2 separate regions of the Rattus norvegicus genome follow, and region 2 is linked to region 1. The links are chromatin contacts, called in public Hi-C maps. All regions are on one chromosome and are shown on one strand. Each heading gives the region's core, a stretch centred on a gene start, on an enhancer-like site or on the middle of the called end of the contact. The rest is flanking DNA. Distances are from core to core; before and after follow the strand shown. Region 1 has its middle 25 kb from the start of Endov. Region 2 overlaps Rptor (regulatory associated protein of MTOR, complex 1).

What was found. A called contact is a pair of places that touch in the nucleus more often than the background predicts.
Region 2: a contact with region 1 is called in a Hi-C map of frontal cortex, with 1.6 times the contacts expected there. The contact joins two enhancer-like sites.

Annotation. Positions count from the first base shown.
Region 1 is chr10:105,280,123-105,286,383 of GRCr8, reverse strand. No RefSeq gene overlaps it. Among named protein-coding and RNA genes, the nearest start is that of Endov, 25 kb to the right of the region's middle. Within about 2 kb of position 3,048, at least 16 of the 93 cell types and tissues checked have an H3K27ac peak or open chromatin away from gene starts, as enhancers often do.
Region 2 is chr10:105,502,608-105,508,868 of GRCr8, reverse strand. All of the region lies in intron 4 of Rptor (regulatory associated protein of MTOR, complex 1), which reads right to left. Among named protein-coding and RNA genes, the nearest start is that of Rptor, 130 kb to the right of the region's middle. Within about 2 kb of position 2,673, at least 24 of the 93 cell types and tissues checked have an H3K27ac peak or open chromatin away from gene starts, as enhancers often do.

The sequences.
Region 1 (6,261 bases), core at 1,799-4,298:
TGGTGAACCTTCCAGATTTGGAGTGGAAACTGAAATGTGATGTCTGTGTATGTCTTGCTGTTGGCTGTCTTACTTGTTGGCTGTCACCCTTAAAGGAGATGCCAATCCCACTTCAAGACAAGAGAAGATTAGTCTGGGTCTCAAACTCAAGCACCTCATTCCTCATCTGTCCATCCTGCTATATGGGCTCAGTCCTGGGACAGAATCGTCCCTATTAGGCCCACCTTGCCTGGCATGGTGCCTCCTAAGCACAGAGGAACCTCAGGCCAGGTACCTTCATTAGCCTTCCAGGGCAGCCATGAGCAGTGACACCTCTCCAGGACACATTGTATTCTGCTTGCCCTTTGAAAGCTGGGACTCGGGGCCTTTCCTTTACCAAGAGAGCCTCTGATCTCTGCTCTATATTCTCTATGCTCTATGATATCAAGGGCATGTTGGTTCCTTGGGTCATGGGGTAGCTAGGAAAGATGGCTTTGGATGGATGGAGGTCCCAGTAACTGTAGAATCTGGCCGAATCCACAATGGGACAGAGGCGGGTCCTGAATTTTCTCTGGAGGTGGCTAAGTCTCCAGTGCCCAGGTGATTAGACCTAGGGTTTGATCATGGCCCACCTTTAGCCATCATGACCAGGAGAGCCACTCCTGATCACTCGTAGGTAGAGGCCAGCGCTGAGAGACACCCTGCCTTGGCTCAGTGCCAGTATTAACACTTTGAAAAAAAAAAACCAAAACAAACTAAAATTCAAAAAACAAAAGGCGCTGCCAGCAAAAGGGAGGCTGAGTAACAGCCGGGCTGAGTCATGGCAGCAGGAGGCATTTGGTAAGAGCTGGAGAGTACGTGGCCAGCTAGGAGCAGCCACCTTAGGTGTAGAGGGAAGGGGAAGAAGGGGAAGAAGGGGAGACCCACATCCTGCCCTCCCTGGACTTCTGAGGCACCAGTCAGCATCTCTGTAGAATGCAGTCTTCATAGGTCCACACGCTAGGGATGGCATGGGGCAGACCAGCTTCCCCCGCCCCCGCCTTGCAAAGGGAAGCTCTGACTCAGGTGCCACCCAGACCTCCTGAGCCTTGCCTCAGCCCTGTCTTAGGAGGCAACAGCCATAAACCATCACAAGGTGGTTGGAGGAACAAAGAGAGCCGCATCAGACTTATGAGTTCTGACTACAGACCTTAGAACCTGGGGTACCTGATGGACCTGCAAGACTTCTTGCTGGCTGGGGCCCTGCTCTTTCCTTGATGACTTTCACACAGTTCCTCCTAATGTCCCTGGAGGACCAGGATGTGGTTCTGTTTTTTCCAGCATGGATTCTGTTTATCTCTTCCTTGAGAACTGGGGTTCCTGGCTCTTCCTCTGTAAGTCCTGAGTGCAGAAGGCTTTGCTTTGGGGATAGTCGGGATAGGAGTGGATCTCTGACCTCAGCTAGTATCCTGGCCAGAAGACTGGGCAGACCCTCGCCCCTGAGGTTCCAGCTGCTACCAGTGTGGGTAGGGACTGTTGGTAAAGAGCCTTGCCTGGCACCGTGACCTCAACTAACACAGCACAAAGACCAGCCTCAGAAAGCCTTGGGTGAGCCTGGTAGGGTATGCTAACGTGTCTTCACTGTACCGCCCCCTAACAGACAAGTGTCTGTGTGCTGGTGACACCCTCATCCTACTGAAGCTTCAAGTTTGGGAGTTGGCAGATGTCTGGAGATGGTTTTCTGTCAGGCTTCGGGAACCTGGAAGAAAAGAGTTGCCCAAGACCACCCCGCCAGGTTTGATGGGACAGGTCAACCCTGCTCTGTGAGATACCCCACCTCTCTTCCGAAGATGGGCAAGGACTTCACAAACCCATTGGCTTTGCCCCTCTCAGAGTCCACGTGGTCCCAGCCTCTCCTTTGGATGTGGTCTGCTCCTAGCTTGCTCTAGCGGGTGCCTGCCTCTCCCGCCCCCAAGCTCCCTGCGGGAAGGGGTTCCTATGGCACCCCTTCCCCCGCACACACTTAGCTCAGTGGCAGCCATCTGCCCGGAGATGGTGGCAGCAGATGCCTCAATGCACAGCGGTGCCTGAAACATAGTCGGCCCAGTGCCCAGTCAACCTGAGCCTGTCCCATCAGGGCAGGGGCTGTGGCTGCCCCAACACTGCTGGGTCAGGGAAGCTCTTCCACAGTGAGCTCCCTGGCAGGTCAGGACACTCAGACAGCTGGAGGCGGGAGTGTCTGGAGGGTTTCAATCCCCTCCCAGTTGGGGAAGGGGGTTGACAGGCAGCACTCTGAAGCTCTTCAACTCCCAGAGGCAGGCCCACCCACGACTTGGAGGTATCTCCCCGAGGTAGGCCCACAGTGTGGTGTTATCTCTCCCGATCTCCAGTCTTTTCCCTCTCCCCAGTGGGGACAGGTGACAGTGCAAGGTTGGGAGACTGTTCTAAACCTCCAGGGCCACAGCTCCTGGACACACTGGCATTTCCAGGGCACACGTATCAAGTTGGTTTCCAGGCCCAGACTGGGAAAAGAGCCCTTAGGCTCATCCCTGCCAAGGATTCCTGAAAGCCAAACCCACTTCTTCAGCCTCAGGAGCAGGGTAATGGAAGGTGGGCCAGGTGTGAGACAGGACCTTCGTGGGCCATGGCATCTCCAGAGTATGGTGGTCCACACCTGTAATTGGGAGCTGGGGCAGGAGTTCCCAGCCATGGGCTACAGGGGGAGACCCTATCCCAGTACACAACGAAAAGATGACAAGACACTGGTTGAGCCTGAAGCCCTCTGGATTGGTGCTAGAATTGTGATGACCACAAAAAGAACATTCCCAAAGATCTGCAGATCTCTGGCATGCTCCCGTGGACTGTAGCCTGCCTGGGGGTGGGGGTGGAGGGGTGCAGTGGACAGACAGCCTGACTCCTCAGGACCCCACAGTAGAGACACTGGGAGGCTCTGAAGGCCCAGTCCTTGCAGCCTCTCCACTGGGCTCACCCTGTGTCCTCCTCTCAGCGTCCCTGCAGGGCGAGTGTGCAGACACAGGCGTACAGGCAGGCAGGCAGGCGCACTCACGCCTCCAGGCCGCCTCTGCTCCCCTCGCATCTTGCATTTGTTTTGCTTCAGCAGGGCTCGAATGGGGACACGCTGCACTCTCTCAACTAGCAGCTCCCTCCAGCCCCCCACGGAGGTGCCATATGTCAGTGTCGTGAATAGGCATGAGGCTTGGGGGCTGGGAAGTGACAGCTGCCAATCACTGGTTGCTGAGTGGACGGGACAAAGTGGCTGGCCAGCAGGGACAAAGCCACAGGGTGTGGTGTGTCAGGGGCTGGGCAGTGTTCTGAGTGGGCACCCCCCCCAGAACGCAGAGGGCCTTTCTAAAAGCAAAGTCAAATCTCCAAAGGTCCAGAGACACCAGAGTCCTCCATCTTTGTGGCTTATAACGCCAGCTGAAGGGCTAGTGCACTTCATCTGGGAGGACTATCTCCTCCTCCCAGGACTCCTGCCCTGGCCTTCAGGAGTCAGGGTCAAGCCTGCACCTCCAAAGCGAGGGAGGGAATCAAATTTAGCTAGAGCTTCAGTGGGTTTCATTCCTCCCAATATCACGGCTGGGGAAAAACAGCCCCAGAAAGATTCAGAGACCACCCCAGAGCCTTGCAGGTTGCCAGAAGCAGAGCTAGGATTCTGCTGGTAGCTGCCAGTGTGTTACCAATGGTCCCATGTGACGAGTGTGCTGCAGCCTGTCCTTAGGCAGTATCCGGGCTGCTCTCTGCTTCTCTGTCCCAAGCACTGTTTCTGGGGTCCGTCCACCCCTTTATCTCACAGCCCTATCGCTTGTTCCCTTTACCTTGAGGATGTTGTCACCCCTTGGCTTCCTGCAGTCATGCAACAGACACTGGTGGTGCAGTTATCCCTCCCCAGCAATGGTCTGACCCAACCATTGGTCCCCTCAGCCGAGACCTTTTCAGGCAGATGACCAGTGACCATGTTATGAATGAGAGGACAGAGCCTGTGTCCGTCTGGGGTGGTAGGAAGGCTCTGCCCACTCTGGGCCCCTGCAGGCTCTGTCACCTCATTTCCAGCCCTGCTGGAGGCTGGGCATGGATTGGATTGACTGCTCCAGGTTAATTGGCTCTCTCTCCCCTGCCAGCATGACGGATCCTGCCTGACATTTCCCCAGATAGTTAATTGATAGCCAAGTAATTTGTCATGGAGACCTCGTTATATGCCAAGTGGGTCCCCTAAGCTGTTAGCGGCTGTGCCCCAGAAATAAGATTGGCAAGTTAATAATGGAGCCTTAATCATACTGTTCCTTGTCAGTGGAGGATGAGGATGTCTGGGAGGTAGAATGGCGTTTTCCTAAGGCCTCAGAGACCAAGCTGCATGAGGTACCAAGGCTCAGTCTCTTCACATCAGGTACTGGCCTTTGTGTCCTCACACAGGTACCCACTTTCTGAAACAGTCTTGTCTTCTAGTGACAAGTCCTCCTTCCCCAAAATGAGCTAAGGCTCATGTTCCTGGTTCTGGCTGGGTTTTGATCTATCTCGTGCTACAGGACCCATGTTGTGGCTTTGGCTGAAACACCAACCCTGAAGTACTTGGGGCTTCTTTTTTTTTTTTGGTTCTTTTTTTTTCCGGAGCTGGGGACCGAACCCAGGGCCTTGCGCTTCCTAGGCAAGCGCTCTACCACTGAGCTAAATCCCCAACCCCGTACTTGGGGCTTCTGCTGCAGCCACCTGGATAGAGGGTCTGGACTGCCTGGGGTCACCAAACGGGGGAAGAAGTGTATGTGGGCTGCATGCCCTGGCATGGGAGAAGCCTCATGGTGGAGTTAGAACCATGCCTGGACCACAGTGTCAGTCCAGAGGCTCAGCTCAGCCCCCATGAGCCCTCGGGGCCCACTTCTGCTTTGCTTAGCTTCCATCGGAGGTCATCTGGAGTATGACTGTAACCAGGCCGGCCCTGCATGACCGCAGTCTGCTGCTCCTCCTAGCTCCCTTTGGAGGAGAGAGAGTCAGAGGGAACAAGGATTGCCTAGGGCATGAATGCTTTAATGCAGTCCCTCAAGTTACGGGGACTCCCGACCATAACGTTATTCTTGTTCCTGTTTCGTAACTGTAAATGTCTCAACTGTTATGAATCACAACGTAAATATACGATATTCAGAACATCTGATATGCCACGCCTGCAAAATGGTCACGTGACCCCCCCCCCCACAGGTTGCAAACCACTAAGCTAGAGGGAGGGGAGACCATAAGCAAGGCGTTGTTCTGACTGCTCCTGAGCCAGGGCCCTAGGGCGTGAGAGCCAAGGGAGGCAACAGAGCTTCAGACTGAACCTCTGCCCTATCACTGGGGCCCTAGCCCTGGCTTCAGCCCGCGGGACAGCCCTTTGGAGCTGGACCATCTCCTCCATAGGACCTTGGAGACCCAGGTGTGGACGGCTTTCTGCCCATTCTCTGGCACTGTGGGAAGGTGTTGGACCTTTATGAGGTGAGGCTTGGGTGAGGCGTCAGAGAATTGATCCCGAAGGGGAACACAGGTCCCTGCTCCCTCACTCCCTTGCTTTCTGGCTGTCGTGAGACCAATCCTGGCTCCTGACTAAGGCATGTTGCCTCCTCAAAGGCTCCAAAGTTACTGGTACCCATGGCCACGAGCCAAAACAAACCTTTCTTTTCTTTAAGACCATTCTCTCCAGTGTTTTGTTATAGTTGTGAAAGCTGATCAACTAAGGTGGCCTTGCTCTACATAACTGTCAGGGGAAGCTAGCTAACACTACAGGGCACCGCAAACACCTGGAATGATGTCTCTGTACCTTACCAGCAGCGCTCCCACCACTACAGGAGCTGTTTTTGTGTGTGTGGGTGAGGGATAGGGGGTCAAATCCATGCTAGGCAAACGCTTTACCTCTGAGCCATGCCCTAGCCTGCTGGTACAGGAACTCTCATAGTAGTTTATTTTAATTATTATTGTTTTATTTTTATTTTAAAGAGCCTCATTTTAGATTCTCCTGCTGTAACACCGCCAGGAACACTGGTTTCTGAGGCAAAAAGGATGGGCCCACAGCTAGAAGGGTCTTGTGCAGCAATAAAACAGAAACTGTGGTGAGATGGAGAATTGTATGGGGTGCTGACCCAAACCCCTAGGTCGTGATGAAAAATCCCCACGTGTAGTAGGGCTACCTCTGGTGACCTGTGGTGGTGCATCAGCAAAAGGCAGCGGGGGTGGGATGGTCTGGGAGGAAGAATGCATGTGTGTCACTTATGTCTTTTGGCAAACAAATTACCTTGGACCAGAGACTCGCTATGGCTT
Region 2 (6,261 bases), core at 1,424-3,923, 220 kb before region 1:
TATGAACATGGGGAAATGTTCCTCATTGGTGAGGCTGGAAAGGTCTCCCCAGTTCTGGCTGCCTAGGGACTAAAAGTGACCCTGTACCGTGCAGAGCACAACAGCAGCAGTGAGGACCACTGCAACCCGAGTCAGCTGTTCACACATCACACACACCGTAGGCCCCAAGAGGAATGAATGCAGCTCACCAGGTCTGTGCAGCTGCTGATGGATGGCCAGAGACACTGTCACCTATGTTGTGTTCCAGGTGCCAGCCCATACATCCCACAACCAGCAAACAAACATGAAATGAATGAGTCTGTTCTTTACATTTGCCCAAATGCAAAGTTGCATTTACATTTCTAAATCATCAAGTTACTAAGTATTGATTTACTCAAGTAATAAAGGACAGACATATTAGGGAAACCCTTAATAACGTCCGTCTGCCCTCCCATCTTCCACGATGCAACAGCAAGGTCAGGGCACCACCCAGATCCTAAGAGCCTTCTCCCATAAGGGCTCCCTAAGAGCCGGTACCCACCCACAAGGCAGCATGGAACACACCCTAGACCTTGGTGCTCACTGGCCTGCGCCTTGAGTTATGGAGGACTTCTGCTGTATCCCACCCACAGGTGCCTCCCACAGTGGACGACTTAAATACGCCACACACCTAAGGCCTAGAAGCAGATTCCTCAGTGGTCTGTCACCACAGTGACATTTCTCCACATCCATACACTGCACAGAAGTGTGCACTGCACCATGTACAGCAGCACCCCTGGCTTTCATCAACCCAGGCCAGAACCACTTAGCCCTGACCGTCCAAAGGATCTGCAGATGTTGCTGAATGCCACTTAAGGAAAACCTCGGCTGAAAGAGGGGACAATCTCATCAAAACCGTTAGCTGTATGGTTTAGTGAGACAACATAATCAGAAGGCTATGGTCCCCTGGGACAACAGAGCCCACTCTATTAAATCACCATGAGGAGAATGACCTTTGAAAGCTAATCCTCACTAACAAGCTCATGGGCTCCCAAAACCCATCTCAAAAAGATTGCCAAGGGTTTGTCAAGCTCCAGGCCAGAATTAGGGCCCTGCAAACCAGCCAAGTGCAGCTGCAAGCACAGCCTTGGCACAGGGGACCGACACCCAGTGGCAGCAGGAACCAAACCAAAGGAGCTGAGTATTCCTTGGGAACACGCCTGTTCCCGAGCACTCCACGGCAGGCGGTAGCCGAGCACAGCAGTCAGAGGCCCCGGGAAGCAGAGATTGAGGAACAGATACGGGGTACGAGCAGAGGGCTGGCTTCATGCCCACCTGCACTGAAAGAGCAGGGATGCCCTAATCAAAGAGCTAGAAATGGGTTTACATAACGTATTCACTAAAATCCACTTTCTCTGACAGATTCTATTAAACACAAGAGGGAAAGACCACTTGCTTTATCAGACTGTCACTGCACACTGTGTCAACTATAACAGCAGCTATAGCAGGAAAAAGCTCAGCCCACAGCAGTGCAGAGACTACCTCCCAAAAGGGCAGGTCAACCTTTGGAAGGGCCGGACCCCAGGAGCATATGCACTGTACCACTGTAAGACTTCTGGGAAGAGTGAAGCTAGGCTCTGATCTGCTATGGAGCAATGGCAATGCCAAACACCTCCTGTGCCTGGCACTGCCACAGCAATGAGCAGACAGCAAGGCACAGAGGACCAACTGGCCACCCCAGGAGGGCCAGCAGAACTGCATGGGAGTGAATGGTGAGAGATCTAGCTTGGTGAAGTACATGGACTAAATGGGACAGTCAGGACAGCACAGTGGCACCTCCATTGGTGCACCCGGGACAGGCAAAAGGGACACACGTAACAGTGGCTTTGACATGCAGCAAAGGCGTGCCATCATGCCTCTAAAGAGTGTTGACCCCAGAGACGCCCACAAATGCCTGAGATGGCTGTTGAAGCCCGTACATCCCACCACATCACACTTCTCAAACTTCTCCCAGGTGTGTCTGTGGACAGTGGGTAGGCAGAGGATGACGTGGGGCTCTAGGTAGCCTCTCCCAGGTTTGGCCATTGCATTAAACTCACAGAAATACCATCATGATTGCTACCAACTGATCTCTGTAACACCTGGTAAACACGCTGTGGTGGTGTTTCTCTCAACACCCAGTATGATGATGTCAGAAGCAGTTATAATGGGGTGGGGGATGCTGGTGTGTTCTGCCTCCTGTGCCTCTGGGGACTCGGCCTGCTTCCTCACCCAGAAATAAGCTCGAACAGCAGCTGATTCACATGCCACAAGCGGTAAGGCAGCCCGTTTTCTTCATTCCCTCTCTTCCTTCTTTCCTCAGCTCCCACGTTTCTGAGAAAGCAGGGTTCCTTGGGATTGCCAAGTCAAGGACTCTTGCTCTCAGCACATGCGATTTTCCTACATCATCCCCTTTGTTATGATTCATCCACCAATGAACAGACTGTCCTCCCCCGTCTCTGACGTATCTACAAGCAGAATTGCCTCCTGACACAGAAAGCATTCCTCCGCCATCTGTCTCCTCAAGCATCACCTATCACCTAACAGCTTCCTGCAACCCCACCTTCCTTTTATCTGCTGTAAGATTCACTACAGTATGAAGAATTTAGCCTATTCAAGAACATCCACAGAAATCTGAAATCTTAATAACTTCAGCCCTAGTCTGGCCCCAAGTCTCTCCCTTTCCACTTGCTCATAAAGTTTGGATTTTCAACAACATACAAATGCACAGATACGGACCCATGTAGCACAGGTTAGCCCTTGCAAAACTGTGCCCAACTGTACCCACCACAAAGATGATAAACATGCCAAGAGCTCACATCTTTGTTAATAAGTAAGGTTCTGGGGTGGACCTAGCACCTGTGTGGAAATGTCTCACATCAGAGCTGATTCCAGAGGGAATACTGTAGGAACTCGCAGTCTCTTAAAGAACTGCAAAGAAGGCTCAAAGAATGGTGGACACAATCAAGGAGAGACCTGTGGTATAGTGTGAAGGGGAGCGGGGGAGAAAGGGGAGAGGAGGACAAGGATGATGACACAATGGACACAGCACAATATGACGTGATGACAGGCCTTATCAGATACTAAATTCATCTTGATACTGGGGGCCCATGATGGAATAAAATTTGTAATAGAAAAATCCTATTATTAGACCATAACACAAACACTAAACAAAGTGTGAGCCACTACTAACCAACTGTAAGGGAAATGAAAAGCCGATGAGTCCACCTAACAGCTTGAAGAGAAGCCAGTGGTGTCCCTACTGGGGTGCAGAAGAGGACCAAGTTAAGGACATGCAACTTGTACAAGGCTTCAAAGTGTCTCTGGGGTATCTACTGATGACCAAAAAGAGTCTGAAGCAGCAAGTGGCCAAGCCATGAGGTAGCACCACTAGGCACAGTGAGCACCATCAGCCCAAACAACCTTTGGGCATCAGTTCTTGCCTGCCGAGTCAGACCCAAGGATCCAACTCAGGCTCTCACAGGCGGGCACAGCGCACTCACCACTGATTGGCTTGCCCACCCCTGCAAGGTACTTTTTAAATTTTCCTTTTACAATATAATTTTAACCAACAAGTATGCGTGTGCTCGTGGGGCGGAGTGCAGCATGTATGTGGTGTGTAGTTGTTAGTCTCTAAACTGTCTCGTGTGTCACCATAGAAAATGCCTCTCCTTATGTCAGGAACATTGAAGCCCTCTCTGCTAGTTATGCGACAGGCTCCAGCTCCTCCCATCCCCCACCCCAGGCCATGCTCTAGCGATCACACTTCTTTCTACTTCTTCCAGGTCAATCTTTTAGCTCCGACACATAAGTGAAAGCATGGGGCCCTGGTCCCTCTGTGTTGACTTGATATCAGACTGCACTCTGCCATACCGTGGCCTAGGATAGGGCTTCTGTCTCTGGGCAGTCCCCTCCTCCCTGAACTTTCAGGGAATTTACTCAGCTCATGTCACACGTGAGTGACCTTCACCTACCTCAGATAAGGACCAACTCACTGCCCAATTCCCAGCAGGTCCTGAGCACCACTTGTATTTCCCAAGGCTGTGTAATGCCTTGAAAGGGACGGCAGAATTATGGAAACTTCTTTACATCTTTCAAATGAGCACCATGCTGTCAGAGCTGGGCTCTACAGCAGCCAGAATGATGCTCCCCAGATACAAGGTAGCAGAGGCTTCTCCCCTAAACGTGACAAAAAAGCACACAGCATTCAGTCTGCTCACTGTGTGAGCCTTCAGCTGAGGGCTCAAACCAGCCTCGCCCCAACTGAGCCTTGCTTATCTGTCCCTGACTGAGCTTGAGTCACATCTTCACTGTAATTAGTGAGGTGGGGCACCCTTCACTGTAACTCTGGGACTTGAGAGAAAAGCAGGGATGGTGGATTTGAGACAAGCCTGTGTAATGCAAGACTCTGTCCATGACAAAGTAATTTTCTAAAAGGGGGACAATGAGAACTGTGGTTCCGGAGACAGCTTGCTCAGGAACACACACACACACACACACACACACACACACACACACACACACACACACACGGGGGAGGGAGGGAGGGAGGGAGGGAGGGAGGGAGGGAGGGAGGGAGGGAGGAGAGCAAGTTCACAGGTTTACCATGTTCAAACTAATAGAGTTTGGATCTAGACTGTTCCCTCGCCAGAGGCCTACATGCTAAACGCCTGCTCCTTGGTCTTTGGTCAGTGGGAGAGTGGTCCTGACCTCTTTCCCTCACTCCTGGGCATGAGGTCATGGGTCTCTTCTATCAGTGGTCCTGCTATGCTGGACTGTTCTGCCCCAAACAAGCAAGCAGATCGTCTGAGGCACCTGCCACAGAGACAAAGCTAGGACAGTAACTCCTGAGGGTCAGGTTACCTTTTCCTATGCACTGTGCCATGTAAGTATATGCTCTACATGAAACACAGCTGGGGTACGTAGCTGCCATGGCTCTCATAGAACCGAAGAATTAGAATGTGTTTCTAACCACATACCCAGAAATTCCAAGAACAATAAATGTTATAATGAACCCATGTGAAATCAGTCTGTACAATTAAATATTTAAAGCACCTCATTACAGTATTGTTCCTATACACTGGCTAATACATACCCAAGTACTTGGTACCTGAGGCTCAGCTCAGGGCCCTCAGAAAGAATGGAGAAAGCAAGCATCTAAGACATATACAGTGACATATACAAGCTATCTAAGACATATACAAGCTATCTAAGACATATACAGTGATATATACAAGCTATCTAAGACATATACAAGCATCTAAGACATATACAGTGATATATACAAGCTATCTAAGACATATACAAGCTATCTAAGACATATACAGTGATATATACAAGCTATCTAAGACATATACAAGTATCTAAGACATATACAGTGACATATACAAGCTATCTAAGACATATACAAGCTATCTAAGACATATACAAGCTATCTAAGACATATACAGTGATATATACAAGCTATCTAAGACATATACAGTGATACAATCAGGTGTGACGAACACAGACCACAGCACCTGCAAAGGCTGCACACGACCAGAACACCCAGCAGGAAGGACCAGCAGTGAGGGGAGGGAGGGCCCAGGGAGATGAGGTTGCCGGCTAAACCTGTGTATGTGAACGCGAAGCCCAAATGAGTAGGAAAGGACACAGCTTCAGACCAGAGTGCGGGAAGAAGTGGGGAAACTGAGGTCTGCTGGGGGAACAAGGAAAGGCCATGGGGTAGCTTAGTCACAGTGTCTCCCCAGTCCCTAGATCCCTTCTCATGCAATCAGAACAATGCTGCAGCAACTGTTTTTCAAATGCTGAGTTTGTGGCTCTTGAAACATTTTTTTAAAAAGTTTAAAATGTGGGTGAAAGTTAACTATACCTTTCAGCACCAAGGAATTTCTTTATAAAGAAAAGAAAAAGCCTGAAGTTTCCAGGCTTTCTCTAAAGAAACAGAATTTTTCCTGATGGCCTTCAACTACTATAAGCAAATGCAAGATGCTAGAAATTCTAAAAAGAAAGGGTCAAGTTCATCATGAAATGAAGGCTTTTGTCGTGGACTATCCTGTATTCCCAAGGTAACAATTTCAACAAACGACGATGTCAGTGTGAATAATGCAGTTATGAAAGTCACAAGTAAATTTTTCCAACAAATGCACATTTAAAACCTATACGATCTGTCTTTCAAAAGAAGCTGCAGCTGTCTGCTCCACACCAGAGAAAGCAGTGGCATCTACATACCTGAATGTGACGACGTCATGGAAAACACAACAA